Linked DNA regions of Mus musculus: regions 2 and 3 are each linked to region 1. The links are chromatin contacts, called in public Hi-C and HiChIP or PLAC-seq maps. All regions are on one chromosome and are shown on one strand. The core of a region is the stretch at or near the end of the contact, and the rest is flanking DNA. Distances in the headings are between cores, read along the strand shown.

Region 1 (3,387 bases), core at 228-2,727:
GAAAAAAAAGTTTCAGGTTTTCTTCTGTTATTGTGGGGAAGGCGAGTATCCAGGGACTACCAGAGGAAAGACACCAATAACATGCTAGAATCTAACAACTGACTTGCTTCCAGGGCCCAGAAGGATAGCCTGTCCCTTCTGGGAAACTGTCCACATCCTCCCCTTTTTTGCATCTGAACAGATGGTTTCCAGAAACCAAGGCTCACATGTCTAATCACACAATTCACAACGGTTCTCAAAGTGCCTACCTTTTTAACGATTCCACCTCATGAGTCTAACACCTTACATCTAAATATCTCTAGATATTAGAGCACATGAAGACTTTAATCTTCACTATAGCACTCTCTTAGACAGTTTTGTAAATTATAAATGAAAGTGAGGTTAAATGTTTTACCCAGCGTCAAACAATTATTTTATTCATTCATGGAGAACAGGGAGAAGACATTATGAACGTTTATCAATGGACATTTAGTTTCCTAAGATGATTGAAATGATTAGTTCAAACATATTGTACACAGATGCATCCAATATGTCCATGATTAAACATAAACAATATATAGCATACCAAAGTATCACTGTTTTTATGTGCAAAACTATATGGGGGAGAGGTTCTAAGTTAACATTCCATCTATCTTGGATCCATAAATTCTTTAGAACTTTGGGGGGAGGGGGGAAACACCTGTCATTGCTGCACATCCATAATGTTTTACATTCTGCGTGGCTATTAATATACTTAATTCCTTAAACTGTAAATAAGCGATCTGTCTTCACAAAGTGAATGGTTATATTATTAAGAAGACTTGATCGAGAGAGAGAGAGAGAGAGAGAGAGAGAGAGAGAGTGTGAGAGAGAGAGAGAGAGAGAGAGAGAGAGAGAATAAGAGAAGCGTGCATTGATGTCCTTATCTCCAGGTTTCTGGAATTTACTACTCAAACCCTCCTAGCCACCAGAAGGGCCGGGAACCCAGCGAGGGCCACTCAATTTGCGGCGCACCAGGCCCTCAAGACGTCGGCACGGAGACTCGGCGTCCCCTCTGGGTCCCTGGCCTCGCAGAGGGACGGAGCCGAACGGTGGGCGCCTGGACCAGGCTGCGCTCAGCGCCGAGCAGGCGGGGACAGGGTCGCGGCGGCAGGCCGGGCCTAGTAGCCCCCGCCCCGCGCCGCTGCTTCCGTCCTCATCCCGCTCCCGCCGTCGTTACCTCTTGGACGCCGGCGGCTGCTCCATGGCGGCCGGTGGCAGAAAGAAGGGCCGAATGGACCGTGAAGGCCGTAGGGAGGAAAGGAGCCCGGGAGCAGCCGGCCGAACGCAAGGGATCACACCGGGAAACTCGAACCAACTTTCACGTAACTCCGCGGCGGATCTCCCTCCCGCTCCTCAACGCGGTTCCTCCCGGCCGCCCCGCCCCGCCCCTCGGCCGTGGCCTGCAGCTCCGAGCTGGTGGGAAGAGGCCGGCGCAGCGAGGGTGGGCGGGACGGAGCGCGGACAGGGAGGGTGGGCGGAGCGTGTCCCGGGAAAGTGGGCGGAACCTAGCGCGGTCCAGAAGAGTGGGCGGGCCCTAGCTCAGCCAGGGATAGTGAACAGGATGCGCCCTGGAAGGCGGGCGGGCCTTAGCAGGGCTAGGGAGGGTGGGCGGAGCGCAGCCCGGGAAGGGTGGGCGGGTCCAAGCGCTGGTGAGAGTAGTGGAGAAAGGCCACCAAAAGGAGTGCCCAGCTCAGAAAGAAGATGTCTTGCTACCAGAGTGAGACTTTGGCAACCCAAAAGCTACTGTGCTGGTGGAGGGGTGCTAGTCCACTAGAGATTTGACTCATTTCTCAGGATTCCCCAAGAATACATGCCAATCATCTTGTAAATCTGTTTGAAGTAAAACTGCCCTCACTTCCCTCTCTTGTCCTGTTTATAATTATTAGTTATTATTAGCTACGTTCCCCTGCCCCCCAAGCCAATTGGCATTTGTAACTATAGTAGTTGGGATACTTCTGGAAATTCTGGTTGATTTTGATTGTATACAAGCATAATAATTACAGTCCAATGACAGAAAATATTTACTGCAGTGATCTCTTGGTGCACAAATTTAGAACACCAGAGTCTTGCTGGATGCCCTGTTGGGTAACATGGAAAGCCCATGACTAGTTATAGTGCTTGGAAAAAGATACTAAAGGAATATCTTTCTTTTTTTCTTGGGTCCCCGACCCCGACAGCCCTAACCCCCATTGAACTTGACCCCTTACACATTCATTTGTCTACTATTTAACCATAAAATACACACACACATCTTCTCACAACTATACAAATGAGTTTGCTTATTTTTTTTTCTAGAATATTCTTTAAAACGAATTGGGCAAAGTTTTCTTAGAGGTTGGAGCCATGTGTATGAAGTCAATATTAGTCAAAATGAGTATCAACTGAAACTAAATAAGACACACACCTTGATATCTATTTCATCTACTCAGGACAATAGGAACAATAACAAAAACTAAGTGATTAAAATGTCAATACTGGGCCATGAGGGGGTTCTGTAAGCAAAGGCACTTGCCACACAATCCTGATGAGTCTACAAGTGTAAAGAGAGAACAGACTTTACAAAGTTGTCCTTGGCTTACACACACACACACCCTTGCCACATCTCTCTCACACATGCACACACTTCCACACCCTCATCATGCACACACACAGTAATGCCAGCCTTTATATATATGAGTATGCTGTAATTTTCCTCAGACATACCAGAAGACGGCATCAGATCCCACTACAAATGGTTGTGAGCCGCATGTGGTTGCTGGGAATTGAACTCACATCCTCTGGAACAGAAGTCAGTGCTCTTAACCATTGAACCCCAGTACCAGCTTTTAAAATGTCAGTACTGGGAATCACCACTGAAACTCTCCTGCCCACCTCGCATTCTCCTAACTTCCACATCAACCTCATTTTTTTCCTGTTTCAGCAGAAAGCATCTTGAGAAGTTCATCTCATGATTTTTTTTCAATTTATCAAACATTAAGATGGGCTCAGTTTATCATCCTTTACAATGGGTTCCTTGTCTTAGCAACTTTATCCTCCAGGAAGTCATCCCAGTCCAGCCAAGCACAGCAGTCAGTGGTGTTGGCGGCATATGCTTATGATTGGTGCTCTGTGCTGAACATTTTCTTCTCAGGCAGTCATCCAACCTAAATGTGAGTCATCTGAGAGCCAACCCATAGCATCCTCTCTCTCTGCTTGTCACCTAAGCAACAGCCTGACACATCCAGCTCTGGGCTGGGGTTTTGCTATCCAGGTTTGCAATCCTATCCTACTGTACCAGCTTCCTGTAGTGAATGCCAACGAGTACCGCGCTTCCCAGGCCACTTGTGCTTTGGGGATAAATGCAGGAGAAAGTCAGGAAGAAAGGAA
Region 2 (3,791 bases), core at 442-2,941, 130 kb before region 1:
ACAAATCTCAGAGTAAATGCTAACCATCAAACCATAGCTTATGAAGGAAGCCACAGTGGTCTGGTCCTCTGCTACTCCTGTATAACATCTATGTCTCTTGTATCTAACCTGGCTCAGCCATTTAAGCCACGTCACTGTTCCTTATACCAAATACTCTATTTAGATTCTCCTAAGGAAACATTCTTTCAAAAAAGATCTGCATGGTTTATTTATTTATTTGTTTATTTCCCTCCTTTATCTGTACTAACCCTAACAACCACCTTATCAAAATAGCCTTTCTCAACCTCTCTGTGTACATGTAATAACACAAACACATTTGTCATCCTGTGTCCCTCTTACAGTTATAAACCTTATCATCATTTTAAAATTTGTGCATATACAACTTAATACTTTTGTTATATAAGTACCTTGCAAAAGGCTGGATGCATTTCATTTATTGTTATATCTCAATGTCTAAAACACTGTGAGGAAAAAGCACTTACAAATGAGACAGGGCTGGGAGGGTAACTCAGCAGTAGTAAGCTGTTTGCCTCACAAGCCCAATGCTCTGAGTTTGATACCCAGCACTAAAAGACAAATGAATAAATAATGAATAAATCACTATACCTACATCTTAGCCTTTCTCAGGGGGGACTTAAAATATATAAAATCTTACAAAGAGATGGAACTGGATAGCTAAATAAAATGAATATTATATGTATATACACATATACATTCATAAACACACACGTTAGCTGGCTTTCTTAGGAAGATAGAAGACTTGGCAGGAAATGATTTAACTTCAGAAAGAATAAAATTTATATGAGTCATTGACAAACAAGTCAATCCACCTTGAAAGACTAGTAAGTACCAACAACTATGTGAAAAATGTTATAATAAAACCACATAATTAGGCCCAGAGAACAGGACTATCTTGCCAGTATTTGTTGTCATTGGCAAACATCCATATTAACTCAGCTTCCCCAATTCAAAATACAAATGGAATAGTGAATTGCCAACTCACTGGAGAGAAAGACTGTATTACAATCTGGGTTCATATTAAAGTTACCTCATTCTTTTCAACTTAGATCTGACCTACAGGAAAATTTTTAACAGATTCTACTGGACAAGTGCCATAGTAAAGTTTAAAATTAGCATTTCAGATGCTAACCTAAAGGATTTCCATTTTATTTCTCAAAACCAAACTAGGCTAAAAATAAAATATGATGAATTATGAGTATAAAGTGAATAAAAGAAACATTTTGTCAGGGAAAAAGAAAAGTGCAACACTGGTCCCTTCTCTCGTTTCTTTTGATTTCATTCATGCGTGGCCTGAGTCAGGGCTGAACACATGGCAGCTGTAAACTGATGAAGCTGATACTGCCCCTCTTCCCTTCAGTTCCATTATGGAAACCTACACACACGAACATGCACAACAGGGCTTCATGTAGCCCAGGCTTCAAACTTTCTATGTATCTAAAATAGCCTTGAACTCTGGTCCTCCTGCCTCTACCTCCTGGGTGCTAGGGTTCCAGGTGTACAGTACCACATTCATTGACTTACCCCATCATTGTAAGAACTCTTTCCCTGAAGACATGTGAATAATTGAGTCCCTGTCCCTTATAGGTCATCCACCATAACTTAAGTAGGATGCACCAAAGTCCAAGTTGGGAAGCCAATAAGTTTATTGGGCATGAGTCAGGGTGGGTTATACATAGAAGCCTGACTATGAAAAATACTCACTGCATGATGTATATCCACTTCTCCACATCTGACAGACAGAGACCTGCCCTTGTAAACCTCCCAATACCATGAGGCCACATGCAATTGGAGCAGTACGACATATGGTGGCTGGGAGGTACAGAAGAGTGTAGACAGACTCTCAGGTGAGAGTCTGATGGCCCACTCTTCTTCCTCTTCCTCCTCCTCCTCCTCTCAGGGGTCTCTTATAAGAAGTCACAGCTAGCTGCTCTGATGAACACTCTGGCCGCTGTGCTCAGAAGGTGGTACTCCACAATGAACAGAGACATGTCTCCCTTCTGAGTTACTACATGTGCAAAGAAAATCGAAATACTCCCATTTTATACAAGAGCGTTAACTTCATTAATACCTGCATGTCACAAAACATTGCATTTCCTTTACAAAAAAAAATGCACTAGCTGCTGTACATCTGTGTCAATAAACTCATAATTAGAAAAGTCACCCAAATATAATGAAATGTCTGAGCTTGGGGTTTACTGGGTGGTGGGAAAGCTCAGGATGTTCTCAATGGAGACTGTTTAGAGGAGAGATGGAAGAAACTGTAAGTAACAACGTAACACTGAGCAGAAAGGGGGCAAAGATAAATACCTAGAAGCACATACAAATAAAGTGTGGCTAAAACGAAAGGCACGGAAACAGAAAGATACTCAGAGCCAAAGGCCTTCTATAACACTCTTAAGAATCTGACTACTAACTAGCCTCACACTTGTAAAACTGCTTCCTGATGGAGAGGTTTTGAAGGGAACAGGATGATCTGTGTGACTTAGGATGATAAATCTAGCAGTGTTGTGAAATTGACTCTGGAGAAGACAAAATGGAGGACTACTATTTAGAGTGATGTAGAAATGCAGAGGGAAAAATACTAAGTCCGAAAAATGGGAATAAAGAACTCCTAGAAGAGTAATGCATTTAGTAAGTACTGAGTAATGGAAGTCTGAATTATCTCTAGCTATGGGGACTGGGCAGGAAGAAAATGTCAATAGAACTTGACTAATAAAACTGGAAGATTAGACAAAAGCTATTTTCCAGACTCTTGAATTTGGCAACTGGTAGTATGAAAAACAATGGAAGATACTGAATTAAAGCTTGAAACAAATGTGTGAATATTAGATTTTAAGTGTCTCAACAATATAGAAAATAATTATCTAGACAGGAACTAAAAATGAGTACAGGACTCAAGATCGACAGCCATGGGGGTGGGGGAAATCAAGAAATGAGACATCAAAGAAGTCAAAAGAGGCAAGGGTGGCAAACAGATCTTCTATGGACAGTTGCAGGACAGCAGTGGGGAAAAAAGAGCCAAAGTCTACTCAAGGAGAAGTAAGAGGAGCTGCAGCCATAGGCACCTGCATCTGGGTGGTTCCATGAGAAAGACAAGGAGGGTGGGGCAGACGGAAGGGTAGGAGGGACCATTCCAGAAAAGAGGAAGAGAAAGAGAGAGCATGAGGTTAAGGCCCAAAGAAGCACTGATCGGATATTTCCATCTTTAAGGTATTTCTAATTTTTTCTAATTTTTCATTATGTATGTTTAAACAATATGTATATAGCACATTGATTTACAAGGCGAAGTACTAAATACCCTAAAAAGAACCATCTCTTTCATTTTCACCAGAATCCCAGGAGGAAATATTTCTCCATTTTCTATTCCACAAGAAAATTAAAGGATCAGAAGTTTAAGTAATGTTCTTACAAACTCTGTAAATACAGGACAGAGTTGTAAAGTGAATCCAGACAGTCTAACTCCAAAGCCTATGTTCTCAGCCATCAAATTACTCTGCCTTCTATACAACAAGATAATAGTTATGGAGTTTGCGGATCAGAAACTTATTAAACTTATTAATATATTTTTAAAAAACAGATAATTAATAGTAACACTATTAAGGCACTAATAAACATGGTTTTCTCACTAGTATATAAAAATATACATAAGAAGAGTTCTTAAATTTTTACCATGCAACAGAATTTTCTTGTTTCAATGCACACCAACAAATTCACCCTGAGAATTTAAGATTCTCGACCAGAGATGAACTCATATTTCTGACAAGCTCCCA
Region 3 (3,423 bases), core at 541-3,040, 200 kb after region 1:
GCAAGTACTTGTAGCTGGAAAAGATTTCCATGGTTCGCTGTGGAAGAGATGTTTCTAGCTGCAGGACTGCTTTGTCAGTTTAGCATCATCAGCATCTTACTTGTGGCCATCTTCACTGACATCTGCTTGGACCACTTTGAAAGCTTTGTGGCAGGAACAAAAAATTAAAATTAATCGTTAGTCCCAGGCTATTATAAAATTATAGAGTTTTAGCAATTTTCTTTTTTCTTTTTCCTGGTTTTTCGAGACAGGGTTTTTCTGTGTAGCCCTGGCTGTCCTGTAACTCACTCTGTAGACCAGGCTGCCCTCAAACTCAGAAATCTACTTGCCTCTGCCTCCCAAGTGCTGGGATTAAAGGCGTGCGCCACCACGCCTGGCTAGCAATTTTCTTATGGATTGCTTTATTCATTCAATTTATGTGTGTTTACATGTTCCAGGGTGCAGGAGAAGCACTAGTGACAGAGGATGAGAAAGGCAAACCTGCTTATCAGAGCTCTCAGCTGAGTGGGAGATTCCACTATAATACATTTGCATTGAGTGAATTCATCTGGAAGGCCATGGAGGACAGAGCTACTAATGATGGCAGGTGGATGAGGTGGGCCATTGGTGGGTGGGGCGAAAGATCTCTAAATGAAGTCCCAACTACCAATACCCAGTGACACCTGAGCACAGAGAGAGTGAGAGACACAGCTCTGGGGTTAATCCGTCAGGTTTTTTGTTTTGTTTTGTTTTGGGTGTGGGGTGTGGGTGAGACAGGAACTTATTATGTAGACCAGGCTAACCTCAAACCTCAAACTCCTAGAGATCTGCCTGCCTCTGCCTCTGTTTCCTGAATGCTAGGATTAATGGTTCTGTGCCATCTGGCCCAGCTAATTCTGCAGGTTTGGGAAAGTGGGCAGGAGCTATTACAGGACAGTTTGCGTGCACACACACGCACACACACACGCACACACACAGAGAACATATCTTTCCTCTACAGCTGCATCTTGTCATTGCTGGGTCTGGTAGATTTAGCATCAGATGTCAGATAATCTCTCTGATACCTCCAGCTGACTCATCCTTTTCTGTATTTGTTTTTCTTTGTGACTCAATAACTGGGGTGAAGAGAAGGAGTAATTTAGATCATTACAACAGCTTTAAACCAAATACTGAGAACAGCTTTAGTAGCTGAGATAACTGTCTTTAAAGATGTAGCCAGACAACCTGTGTACCAGCACCACCTGCAGGGGGTGAGAAGGCCTGCACAGGCTGTGACACTCAGCAGAGACCTGGGATGCTAGAAAAGCAGGTTGGGGGACTTGTTTTGTTTCAAAATACTCGAATCCTTTTCTTCTTTCTTTCTCTCTCCCTTTTTTTAATGATCATCCTGGTGACTTCTACCTAGGCTTCTGAAAACTTGAGGGCAAGAGTCGTAAAATTAAAATTTATTATTGGTTCCAGGATATAATTAACGATCCTTTGGTGAGCATCTCCTGAAAGCCTAATCTCAGCATCTGAGGAGAACACGAATTTAACGGCAGCCCCTAGCCAAGCTCACGTACACTCTGAGCTTTACACTTACGCACTTATACTTAGAACTTTAAGGTGATAGGTAAATGTTAGTCTGTGGTGTATGCCTTGCTGCTGGGATACACATGTGCTGCAGGCAGACCACTTAAGGATGGGGGTCCAAGACAGGGAGTCCCCAGCCTGTGTTTCCCCGGGTGAGAAACAGCAGGGTCTGGGAAGGATGCTGTGGTTCTCAATCTCCTGTGTACCCAGACGCTACTGGGGACCCAGAGGAGTTGAGAACGGTGGTCTGAGAATCTTAGCATCCTGTATGCACCAGTCAAGAAGGTGATGGCAGGCGCTTGGACTGGGCAGAGTCCAGTTTGTTTCCCAGTGATGGCCGAGAGTACAGAAGGGTTGAAAGAGAGAAGGCCTTCTCTGAGCGATTTAGGGAGGATTTTTTACTACGAAGCCTCCCCTCCCCCCAGTCACTGATAAAGGAGATGATCCTTGTTTGTCCAAACTCACGGCAGATGTGAACGCATATGTCTTACTCAGGAAGAAGCAGGAAGTAAATACCCTTTGCAGGAAAAGATGCCCAGGAAGGGAGCTCATTGGCTGAACACTCAGGCCTCTCTAGACACCTCATTAGCATGGAGAACTCCAGGTTTTTATGCTATGTGACTGATTGTCATGGTCACTTCAGTGCTGTGTCATGGTCATGTGTTCCAGAACAGGTAAGTCTGGCCAGGGTCTGGTTCCAACACATGCTATTCTTAATTATGAGATTTTTCAGGGGTTTTGAACCTGTTTCCACCTTACAGGTCTTCTGTCTGGTGGCACAGTCCACTTGCCCCACAGGTAAAGTTAGGAACTGATTCTATCGAGGAGGCTCAGCCTTCTCCGGAGCAGGCTGGCCAGTACTGCAGCTGTTGTGTTGCTCTCCTACATCTTCCAGGGATGAAGGATAAAGGCTATTTCATAGCTTTTGTTTTAATTAGGTATTTTCTTCATTTACATTTCAAATACTATCCTGGAAGTCCCCTATACCCTTCCCCTGCCCTGCTCTTCAACCCACCCACTCCTGCTTCGTGGCCCTGGCATTCCCCTGTACTGGGGCATATGTTCTTTGCGAGACCAAGGGCCTCTCCTCTCATTGATGGTCTACTAGGCCATCCTCTACTACATATGCAACTAGAGACACAGTTCTGGGGGGGGGGTACTGGTTAGTTCATATTGTTAATACTCCTAAAGGATTGCAGACCCCTTTAGCTCCTTGGGTATTTTCTCTAGCTCCTTCTTTAGGGGCTCTGTGTTCCATCCAATAGATGACTGTGAGCATCCACTTCTGTATTTGCCAGACACTGGCATAGCCTCAACAAGAGATATCAGGGTCTTGTCAGCAAAATCTTGCTGGCGTATGGAATAGTGTCTGGGTTTGGTGGTTGTATATGGGATGGATCCCCGGGTAGGGCAGTCTCTGGATGGCCCTTTCTTCCATCTCAGCTCCAAACTTTGTCTCTGTAACTCCTTCCATGGCTATTTTGTTCCACATTTTGGGCTTCCTTTTCTTGAGTTTCATGTGTTTTGCAAATTGTATCTTGGGTACTCTAAGTTTCTGGGTTAATATCCACTACCAGTGAGTGCATATCATGTGTGTTCTTTTGTGATTGGGTTACCTCACTCAGGATGATATCCTCCAGATCCATCCACTTGCCTATGAATTTCATAAATTCATTGTTTTTAATAGCTGAGTAATACTCCATTGTGTAAATGTACCACATTCTGTATCCATTCCTCTGTTGAGGGACATCTGGGTTCCTTCCAGCTTCTGGCTATTATAAATAAGGCTGCTATGAACATAGTGGAGCATGTGTCCTTATTACAAGTTGGAACACATTCTGGGTATATGCACAGGAGAGGTATTGCTGGGTC

Evidence for each region. HiChIP or PLAC-seq counts read pairs in DNA pulled down with a chosen protein or histone mark. A called contact is a pair of places that touch in the nucleus more often than the background predicts.
Region 2: a contact with region 1 is called in a CTCF HiChIP or PLAC-seq map of the NIH/3T3 cell line, with 13 read pairs. The contact joins the enhancer-like site here to the promoter of Stk3 in region 1. A contact is called at or near these places in 2 of 39 promoter capture datasets (the 3T3-L1 cell line and fetal liver), 1 of 15 datasets of contacts at CTCF or cohesin (the NIH/3T3 cell line), 1 of 484 Hi-C or Micro-C datasets (nephron progenitors), 1 of 115 datasets of contacts at active chromatin or transcription factors (the NIH/3T3 cell line) and 1 of 9 other capture datasets (adipose tissue).
Region 3: a contact with region 1 is called in a Hi-C map of the N1E-115 cell line, with 2.9 times the contacts expected there. The contact joins the enhancer-like site here to the promoter of Stk3 in region 1. A contact is called at or near these places in 1 of 39 promoter capture datasets (the 3T3-L1 cell line), 1 of 484 Hi-C or Micro-C datasets (the N1E-115 cell line) and 2 of 9 other capture datasets (liver and pancreatic islet).

What each region holds. Positions count from the first base shown.
Region 1 is chr15:35,154,329-35,157,715 of GRCm38.p6, forward strand. Stk3 (serine/threonine kinase 3) reads right to left here and starts at 1,478. Exons shown (of 11, transcript NM_019635.2): 1 at 1,199-1,478. The coding sequence starts at 1,224.
Region 2 is chr15:35,020,065-35,023,855 of GRCm38.p6, forward strand. The region is part of intron 6 of Stk3 (serine/threonine kinase 3); the gene reads right to left. Among named protein-coding and RNA genes, the nearest start is that of Gm52204, 110 kb to the left of the region's middle. Within about 2 kb of position 1,692, at least 37 of the 459 cell types and tissues checked have an H3K27ac peak or open chromatin away from gene starts, as enhancers often do. A contact at or near this core is called in the NIH/3T3 cell line, where this site is marked.
Region 3 is chr15:35,351,756-35,355,178 of GRCm38.p6, forward strand. No RefSeq gene overlaps it. Among named protein-coding and RNA genes, the nearest start is that of Vps13b, 18 kb to the right of the region's middle. Within about 2 kb of position 1,791, at least 3 of the 459 cell types and tissues checked have an H3K27ac peak or open chromatin away from gene starts, as enhancers often do. A contact at or near this core is called in the N1E-115 cell line, where this site is marked.